Linked DNA regions of Oryzias latipes: region 1 is linked to region 2. The links are chromatin contacts, called in public Hi-C maps. All regions are on one chromosome and are shown on one strand. The core of a region is the stretch at or near the end of the contact, and the rest is flanking DNA. Distances in the headings are between cores, read along the strand shown. Region 1 overlaps LOC101163534 (peptide methionine sulfoxide reductase MsrA 1). Region 2 overlaps ythdf2 (YTH domain-containing family protein 2).

Evidence for each region. Hi-C and Micro-C count contacts between places; a contact is called where the count stands out from the background.
Region 1: a Hi-C map of embryo shows a contact between it and region 2, with 5 times the contacts expected there. The contact joins two enhancer-like sites. A contact is called at or near these places in 5 of 5 Hi-C or Micro-C datasets (embryo, fibroblasts and gastrula embryo).

The regions. Positions count from the first base shown.
Region 1 is chr22:9,243,708-9,248,444 of ASM223467v1, forward strand. LOC101163534 (peptide methionine sulfoxide reductase MsrA 1) reads left to right here. Exons shown (of 6, transcript XM_004082234.4): 6 at 4,706-4,737. Among protein-coding and RNA genes, the nearest start is that of LOC110017498, 6.4 kb to the left of the region's middle. Within about 2 kb of position 1,359, at least 4 of the 8 cell types and tissues checked have an H3K27ac peak or open chromatin away from gene starts, as enhancers often do. A contact at or near this core is called in embryo, where this site is marked.
Region 2 is chr22:9,184,765-9,189,036 of ASM223467v1, forward strand. It overlaps ythdf2 (YTH domain-containing family protein 2), which reads left to right. Exons shown (of 6, transcript XM_023951314.1): 6 at 1-272. Among protein-coding and RNA genes, the nearest start is that of ythdf2, 9.9 kb to the left of the region's middle. Within about 2 kb of position 1,472, at least 5 of the 8 cell types and tissues checked have an H3K27ac peak or open chromatin away from gene starts, as enhancers often do. A contact at or near this core is called in embryo, where this site is marked.

The DNA of each region.
Region 1 (4,737 bases), core at 109-2,608, 59 kb after region 2:
TAACATAATGCAAAGTATCTAAAATCTTAATTACAAGTGAGACAACATTAAAGGCTGCTCATGCAGTAAGTCATCACTAATGATGATGTGAAACACTGCAGTGGTGTTGCTTTAGAAAGTGGAATCAGCTATGAAATTACTGCATGCTGCTTTAAGTCTTGCATTGAGGCATTGCAGTTACGCTTCAGTAAGGATCCCAGCGCGCCCTCTTTTAGCCATAAACACTGAAATTGTTTTACCAAACGACGTGGCCTTAATGTAGTTAATTACAGAATGCCTATAAAGATTAGACGAGATCAAGATAAAGATAAAAGCCAAAAAAAAACAATTATAAACTTGGGTGTAATTACATAAACCGGCAAATTGAGGTCACGTTCTTTTGCAAATGTCTTGGCCATGAGTCATCGGGTGTTACAAACTCTGTGTCAGAGCACGTCTATTCCCCAACCCTTCGCAGCCGTAGGCCCTCTGAGGGAAGGCGACACGGCTGTGGGTTAAGGAAGTGAGGAGGAAAGAGTACACCGTCTTCCTCCTCCGCCCCTGCCCCTCTTGGGGTGTCACGTCTTATTTGTGTCCCGGGGTCGCCTCTCTGGCAATGGCGCAAAGAGACTCTCTCGCTTGGCTGGCAAACAAGGAAGACTTGGGTATCGGGAAGCGGTGGCCTATGCTCACATGGGAGAGAAAAAGGCAAGAGAATCAGCATCAGGGAATGGAAGGAGGAGGAGGAGGAGGAGGAGGAGAGAGATGCACGCATTCAGCCATGTCTTTGACATGGGAGTCTTTCCGACAGGCGTGAAGAAGGGAAGGGCTGATTGGGCTGAGTGAGCTCGGCGCTGGACACACACTTTCAGACATATTTTGCTCGAATAGGAGAACTCGTCATACTGCTTCAAATGTAAATTAACATTTCAGAAGTCGTTGGCTCTTCCCACTCCTGACCACCTAACCCTGAGGGGAGATGAGCCATGTGTCGAAAATTAGGACACAAGTCCTAATTTCTGTCAGAGCTGAAGTGAAACGCTCTGGTTTTGTCTGCGTTCTTCCACATTCATCCACAAAAATGCTCCAACATTTGTTTCCAGCGCTTCCTCATCAGTGAAATTAACATCCTTTACGTGAAAATATATAGTTTCCCTTTATCCCCCTCCATTTTCCCCATCCATACTCGTCCCTTCACTCGTGCGCTGCTGCAGCGAAAGAGCGAGCAAAGCCAAATAAGGTTATACACAGTGGCATAACGGCATGCATTCTGATTTATAGATCTAAAATGGCTGCCGTGTTGTGACTGCCGTAGAGGGCTGGATGAAGAGCGAGAGATCGGTGTGGGGGTGTCAGGGCGGAGGTGTGTGTTTACTTAGACCTTTCCTTGGATGTGCTCTCTTCACTCCCCGCGTCCCGTGCCCTGGAGGGCTCTCCTCTGCTGTGGTTTGTTGGTGATGACTGATTAATTAGGCCATGATGTACAAAGCTCCGTGCTTGTGTTGGCTGGCTCACCACTGAGCCGGTGGGTTGCAGGCAGGAAAAAAGAATAATTGTATTTTTTTTTTTTGTCTTTGGCAGTCTGTAAATGGTTTGCATTTGAATGCTAAGCATGTGTTTTTGCTCAGAGGCTGCTGCGTCCGAGTGTCGTCAGGTTCTTGTACTTGGTTCCCTCCTGCAGGGAGACTGTAGCCTTTACGTTGAAGCACAGCCACTGAGGAGTTAGAGGTCAGCTGCTGCCTCAGCCTCTCTGTGGGGCCTGCAGCTTTGATTTACTGACTACTGCATCAACTCCTGCTCATGCACACTCAGGTGGTACCACACTGCCACCACATGGAAGAATGCTCTCACTACATGCTCTGACTTTCAAAGCACAGCAGTCATTTTTATCCCTTTTCAGAACCTTCTGCATCCCTTATGGGGTCACTGGACCGCTGAAGCTAACTCAGCTACTGTTGGGAGAAGGCGGGGTATACCCTGAAGCAGGTCACCAGTCTGCCGCACGGCCACACACCCATCCCTAAATTGTCCATAGGCGTCTATGTTTTTGGATTTTGGGAGGAAAAAAGCCATAGGAGAACACACGGATTCCACATGAAAGGGTTTCAAACCAGAACCTTCTCGCTGTCAGGCGACAGTGCTAACCACTGCCGCCTTGGGGTGGCCGTGGTGCAGCGGTAGGGCGGTCGACCCATGATCGTAAGATTGGAGGTTCGATGCCCGCCTTGCATGCCCATGTGTCGCAGTGTCCTTGGGCAAGACACTGAACCCCACCTTGCCTCTGGTGGGAGGCCGGCGCCAGTGTTCGGCAGCGGAGCCGCCGCCAGTGTGTGAATGTGTGTGTGAATGTGTGTGTGCATGGGTGAATGGGACTGTTACTGTAAAGCGCTTTGGGCCTTCGAAAGAGGGTAGAAAGCGCTATATAAGTATACGCCATTTACCATTTACTGCGTCCAATGCAGAACAAAAGATGCAAAAGTTTTTTTTGTTTCTACCCTCTTTTTAAATCTTTAAGACCATAATTGTGTTTCATCTCTTTGACGAAGCGCAAATTGCTCCAGTTAAAAGTAGAAAGACATTGATTTTTAAAAAAAAACTGCATTAAATGTCATTGCTCACAAACTTTTTTACAACTTTGCTTTAAGAAAGTTGTAGTGTATTGTTGAAAATTCGCCGCTTTTTGTTTTTAATACTTTCAATTTAACATGTTGAACTATGCCGTTGTCTCCCCCACCCCCCCAAAAAAAACTCTAAACACCAAACAAAGATTTTCCGAACCAGCACATCTCCATGCAGCCTGATGCATCTGAAATGAAAAAAAAGAAAAATGTCTTAATGGGACAAAGTTCTTAACAACTTGCACATCTCAAGCAGCTAATATTAAAAGGTTTTAATCAAGATACACTAAATGATGAAGCCCTTTTAGGAAGGGATTGCAAAAATCGATGCATACTGTGCAATGAGGAACAAGACAAAAAGGAGCTTGCAGAACCGAGGCGCAGAGGCAACAAGCACAAGGTTGGCTCTGTTAGATATCAGGTGATGTCTTAAAAACACCCCCTGTTGACATTTGGTACAGCCAGAGGATATTGTTGTGGGCTATCCAGGATATTATCTGAAGAATACACTAGAGGTTTTGCCATTGCATCAAAGAGTTTGATTTGAGATCCTCCAGAAGGTCAAAGGATAAAAGCAGCAACTGGGATCTCTGAGAACTAGATCCTCTGGACCATCAACTTGTAGCATGACATGGCTGAGAATCATCCTTGAAACATTTACCACTTCTGTGGCTTCACTGCAAAAAATGAACCGTAGTAAAGTAAAAATACTCTCAAGAAAAATTGGCCTATTCCTTTTTTTTTTTACCCCATTTGCAGAGTTTTGGGTGTTTTAAAGGAAACGTTTTGAATTTTTAAGAATTTTAGTCTTATTTTTGGGGGGGATGTCTGTGCAGTGTTTTTTATGATTAAAACAATCTTGCTGATGAGGTACTTGGAACAAGTGACCTTTTTTTCGCTTTTAAAAAAAAAAACATTGCTTAACGAATAAACAAAACCGAATATTTCTGTAGGAAATAACACCATATTTTTTATATTTTCTGATGTAAAACTTTAACAGAAAAGATAACTTCAGAATATCTTGCACTAGTCTTTTGCAAACTTCCACGTCTAACATTTTTTCCAACCAGGAACCGAGTTACTGTATGTCTCTTTGTGCAAATTCTAGGGAGACTCCATTTCAGAGAGCAAGCCAGGCAGTTTCCCCCATTTTATAAAGAACATTATTAATAATTACCTCTTAAATTCATTCTGGGGAGAGCGGGCACATCCAGAAGCAGCTTGAGCCCAGAGCGAATGCATCCACCTCCTTTTCATGTGCTCATGAGCTCCCACCAAGCGAACTCCTGCGCTCTGCAGGCCGTTAAGGAGAAGGCTGCAGACCGCTACATGTAAGCCACTTGTTGTCCCCGATCGCAGCATGCACCAACATTTTATTTTCTTCCTTTTCAGCTCCAAGAGAACTGATCTAGAAAAGTACTGAGCGCTTGTATTATTAGATGAGAGGAAACCACTCAGCACAGCAGGCAGACATGGGATCTATCTGTCAGAGGTGTAAAGTGCGCCTGCTTGAAGGAGTGTGTGTTGCATCGGCTTGTTTGAAGCCTTCTCTCATGGTGCTTAGAAAAGGATAAGTGTGAAAATGTCATAAGGAGCTCTCAAAGAGTCTGAGCCGTCTTTGATGCTTTGTCCCACAGAGAGAGCTGCAGAGGTGTGCTGCTCCATAAAAAGGAACTCGCTTCTTGTGTCACTCAATCACCCCGCTGTCTAGTTAAGGAGCAGAAACCCCTTTCTGTGTTTGATTTGGGAAGTTCACAACCGATGTGCTAAAAAGTAATACAAACAAGAGTTTTATTAGATCTGATGGAGGTTTGGAGAAGTAATGGGAGAAAACTGAGGATGGAAGCAGAATCTTGACTGTTAGAAATGAAGTGACAAATGTACAAATGCACTGCAAAAACTGAATTCTAAGAAAGTAAAAATGCTCTTGTTTCAAAGAAATTGTCTTATTTTCTGTCTTGCAAGAAACATGATCTTATAAAGTAAGTTTTTCAATAGCAAATTAATTTTAGTTTGAGAAAACATGTATTAGTGACTTCAATTTTCTTCTTAAAATATGTTTTTTTATAGTGTAGTTTTATGTGCCTTGGTTTGTGTTTTGTCCATAGGAGCTGAATAAGAACGGCTACGGCTCCATCAC
Region 2 (4,272 bases), core at 222-2,721:
GTGTCTGTGCATTTGTTTTCTCGTTGATTGCTTTTTGCCTCCTTCAGCCTGAAGCCGCACCGTCTACACTTTGACCATTTTTAACACTTTGGTTCCCGTCGTCTTTCCACTGTTCTTCTTCTCCATCCTTTCAACGTTTTATTCCTGTCATGACGCATCACAATTTTTGGTTTGGGAATGTCATTGTTGGTAAGAGGAATAAAGACATTGAAGGCCCTCTCTCAGAACTACTGGCTTTTATGTGTGGCATAATAAAGATGCTCCACAAAAAACCTTGAGTTCCTCTTGTTCTTGATGGTTCTTTAGTGGGGGTGATGTTCCAACATTTTCAGAGCTTTTACCTAACATGCATTGAAGTCCCACTCCAATAAAAATGGTTTTCAACAAGGTCTTGTAACATTTTTCTTATGAACATGTATAAAGAAATTGCATTTCTGACCATTTCTTTACTCAAATTGCTGTGACTCAGGAACAGCCAAAAAAAACCCCCAACCCATTTGATAAAGCTTGTAGTGGTGCTGTACAATCGGCAGGTCACAAGCTCCCTGCTCCGCTCTATTCTGATGCATCTATTTGCAGATCCATCCATGTAGGTTCTTCGTATTCTTCGTCTGAGCTGGCTCAAAACTGTGCAGCTTGATTTCTCCAATTTTGTTGCAACTGTAATGTTAGGTTGGAGGTGTCTGTAAGCTGACAGAAGAGCATATAGGCAAGGAGATGATGGGAAAGTATGTCCCTAGAAATTACATGTTTTTGCCTAAAAACAGCAGAATCAGAATTAAAAGACCACTTTTATAGATCAAAGGGTAATTGGAGTGGGACTTTAAATATGTATGGACAAGGGTCTAATATCTAGCATTTATTGTTCAGTTTTGACAACTATTTAAAAAAGTCTTTGAAGTTGACAACAATCCTCCGTTTAAAAAAAAAATCCTTTTCCTGTCTTATCAAACTATTTCCAAATGCAGACACTAGAGGGCGCCAAAGGTCCTTCTACGTTTTTTGTTCAAAAGCGTGCAGCTGTATTCACAAGTGTATCTCTTTTTGCACTCTAAATCGTTAAATCTTGTATTATTTTACAGATAAAATGTTTGTTAAATTCGAGAGTTCTTGCTATATATCTAGGTTCCAGATTTACACGCAAAAATATCTAAGCATTAAATTACAAAAATGATGCAATCGACTAATAACCGCACAATGTTTAAATGCGCTCTACCTCGACAGTCAATTGATATATAAATACTTAAAATAGATATATACTTATACCATATACAATTCAAGTTTTTTGGGGTTATTAATCGATTGCAACTTTTATTCATATTTTTTGCGCAGAAAAAAAAAGAAGAAAAATGTAGAAATCTAGCTGAGTTATAGGTAACTGTGACCCTCTTGTGGGACTGGAGCGTGTTGGGAGGGAGGTCCACGGCACGTGTCGGGGGTGCATGGCTCACGTCGCCTCAAGGGGATCTCCTGTGACCCTTGTCTGCGTGTCCCGGGGGACACTTTCAGCTCCTCATGGGGATGCAAATGAGCGGCCGTGAAGCGGGGGAGCGCGCGCGCACGGGAGGGGGGGGGGGGGGGGGGGTACCACGCCGCCGCGGGGACAGAGGAGGAGGAGAAGAAAGGAAAAGTGAGGAGGCTCAGCCCCATCCACAGTTAAATTAAATTTAAAAAAAATATATATATAGTGGTGACTGCTGGTACTGCGTTTTATCAATTTGTCCACATTTTAATGCTCAATTCAACACTTTCAGAGTTAAAAGTATTTTCAATATTTTCACACTCATTCAAAATCAACTATTTTTAATTAATAAAAAAAATTTGTTCAGCATTTTCAGTTCATATTACACTGCAAGGTCATGCTTTATTTTGCTCTCATTATCATAAGGCATCCATCTCTTTCTTCCATTAGTGACGCTTCACCATGTCGCCAAACCGACCTCTATTTACATGACTAAATTAGATTTATTTATGTGCATTTTGTTTCAAAAGCCCCCCCCCCTACTCTATCAAACTGAAGAAAAAAATAATATATCTGCACTGCACATGAATAATGGCTTTTATAGTTCTGGTTTACTTGAGCATTTAAAAATATTAATTAAAAACATATTTTGAAAAGCAAATACGTAAAATAACCTCAAAACTGAAATGAAAATAACAGCTAAAAATGATTGTTTCCATGCATGATTATGACTTGATGATAAATGTTAATATCTTACTGGGGGAGGGGGTTGGACGGTCACCTGCTCTCCATCACCAGGAGGTCCTGCACTGGAGGGTTACCCCCTCATTCTTCCTGCATGGTCTTGCAAATTGTATCAAGCATTTTGAAAGTGCATAATGTGTAGACAGGGGCAAAGGTGGCCCAAAAACAGTTGATGACCTCAACACATGTGGCACACTCCCTGCTCTGAATATGTGAGGAGGGCAGCCTAAAAGAGGACCTGCAATTGATATTATGTTAATTCTAGCCCCCCTCAAAATATGCAATTTTGTGGATACATTGAAGTTTAATTGCTGTTTTTGTTTGTTATGTGTATTATTAGCCTCAGAAATGCATAAAAAATGTTATGATGTGGCTTATATGAATGTGAAAGAGATTTAAAAAATACTTTCTAAAAATTCTTTCTCCCCCCTCTAACATTTTTTATGTAGGTCAGCTCAGATCTCCATTGCCTGCAGGAATTTACGCTTGAATTATTTGATGCAGCGCTGTGATTATGGAAGTAGAACTAATGCTTGTTATTTAAATTATTTGATGAAACCCCTTTTTTGATTTAGAAAGGAAAAACAAGTAGAAATCCAGGTCTGGACATTATTTCTTTATTGAAATGTTTTGCAGAACAGAAATAAAGCGGTTAAAGTAAAAATATAAAAAGGAAGAAAATGTGACTTTTAACCATAGAATATTGATGGTTACAGAAATATCTTCATCAGAAATACAAAAATCTACAAGCTTGAGGAGGATTCACCAGCTTTCAGGATGGATAGAAGTGAAATCAAACTCTTCAGAAGCCCATCCTACCCTTAAAGCATTTTCAGCTTATTTTTCAGCTCCCTCTCAGATATGGCAAGTGTACTCTCAAGCGTAAACACACAGACCTTTAAAGTGGCCCTCTGTCACCACATGGCAAATCCCCCTGGTGTGATCCCTCTGTCCATTTGGCCGCAGGAGCCACACTCATAGACTGCCCGCGGTTCTGTTTGTTCCAACATTAAAGGAAGCCAGTATATGGACAGACTGGCGCCTGGTGATCATGACATCCTAATTTCTATGTTCCATTTACACCTAGATGTATTGGAAATGAGCTGATCTGTACATTTGTCAAGGTTCATCTTCCGCATCTCCTCCCAACGTCATAAGATTGTCCTTCCATGCAGTTCTGTAGCTTTACTGCTATGAAGTGAGCGAAGACTGTGGTTTCTCTCTTGGCATTCACCGCGTGCCTTAATTGTATTGAAATTAAATCAAGGTCCACTGTGAACACAAAGAGCTCAAACCCAAAGTTCTGAAAGGTTCTTGCCTCACCTAATATTTTTTCACGTTTCCTGCACACTTTAATTTATTTTTTCTCTCCAAGAATTTCCCACATTTGCTAAAACAAAAAATTGTTGAAGCTTCCTGTTTTTAATTGAGATATTTTCTATCTGCATCCCCGGTTTGACTTTCTCATTCCTCTGTCCTCACCTGTCATCCTTGCAGTGTCGGAGGCAGCTATGCGGTTCTTCCACACATCAAAGTCCACTGCATGCTAATCCCAAACTCACATGCAATTTACCTTAACAGTTCAGGGATTTAAAAAATTAAAAAAACACACACACATCATACAAGCCAGTGGGATTGTCATTCCTGTAAAGAAACTGACATTATGCATGCATGTGATAGTAGAGGTGAATGAACGGTTTTGCAGCAACAGAATGTAAGAAATAAAAGGATTAATCAAAGCAGAATACACCTTTCTTTTAGATTTTCTGTGAGTAAACATACCACACCATGTTATTACAAAAAGAACAGAGACAAGCAAAAGCACAGAGAAACAAAAAAAAGCGTGCAATGCTACCTTTGTTGCACCATAAAGAGAGCAGCACCCCAGCTACCTGATTGCTACCATTCCTGCAGACCATCTTCCCCTCAGAGCAAAACAAAGGATGACGACTAGATATTTATGAAGACACACTTCGATGCACAGCAGTGGCCCATCATCAGAGCACTGGCTCACTTTTTCTGTTTAGGACCTTGGTACGCTTTAACCAGACCAAGCAGTTCTTCAT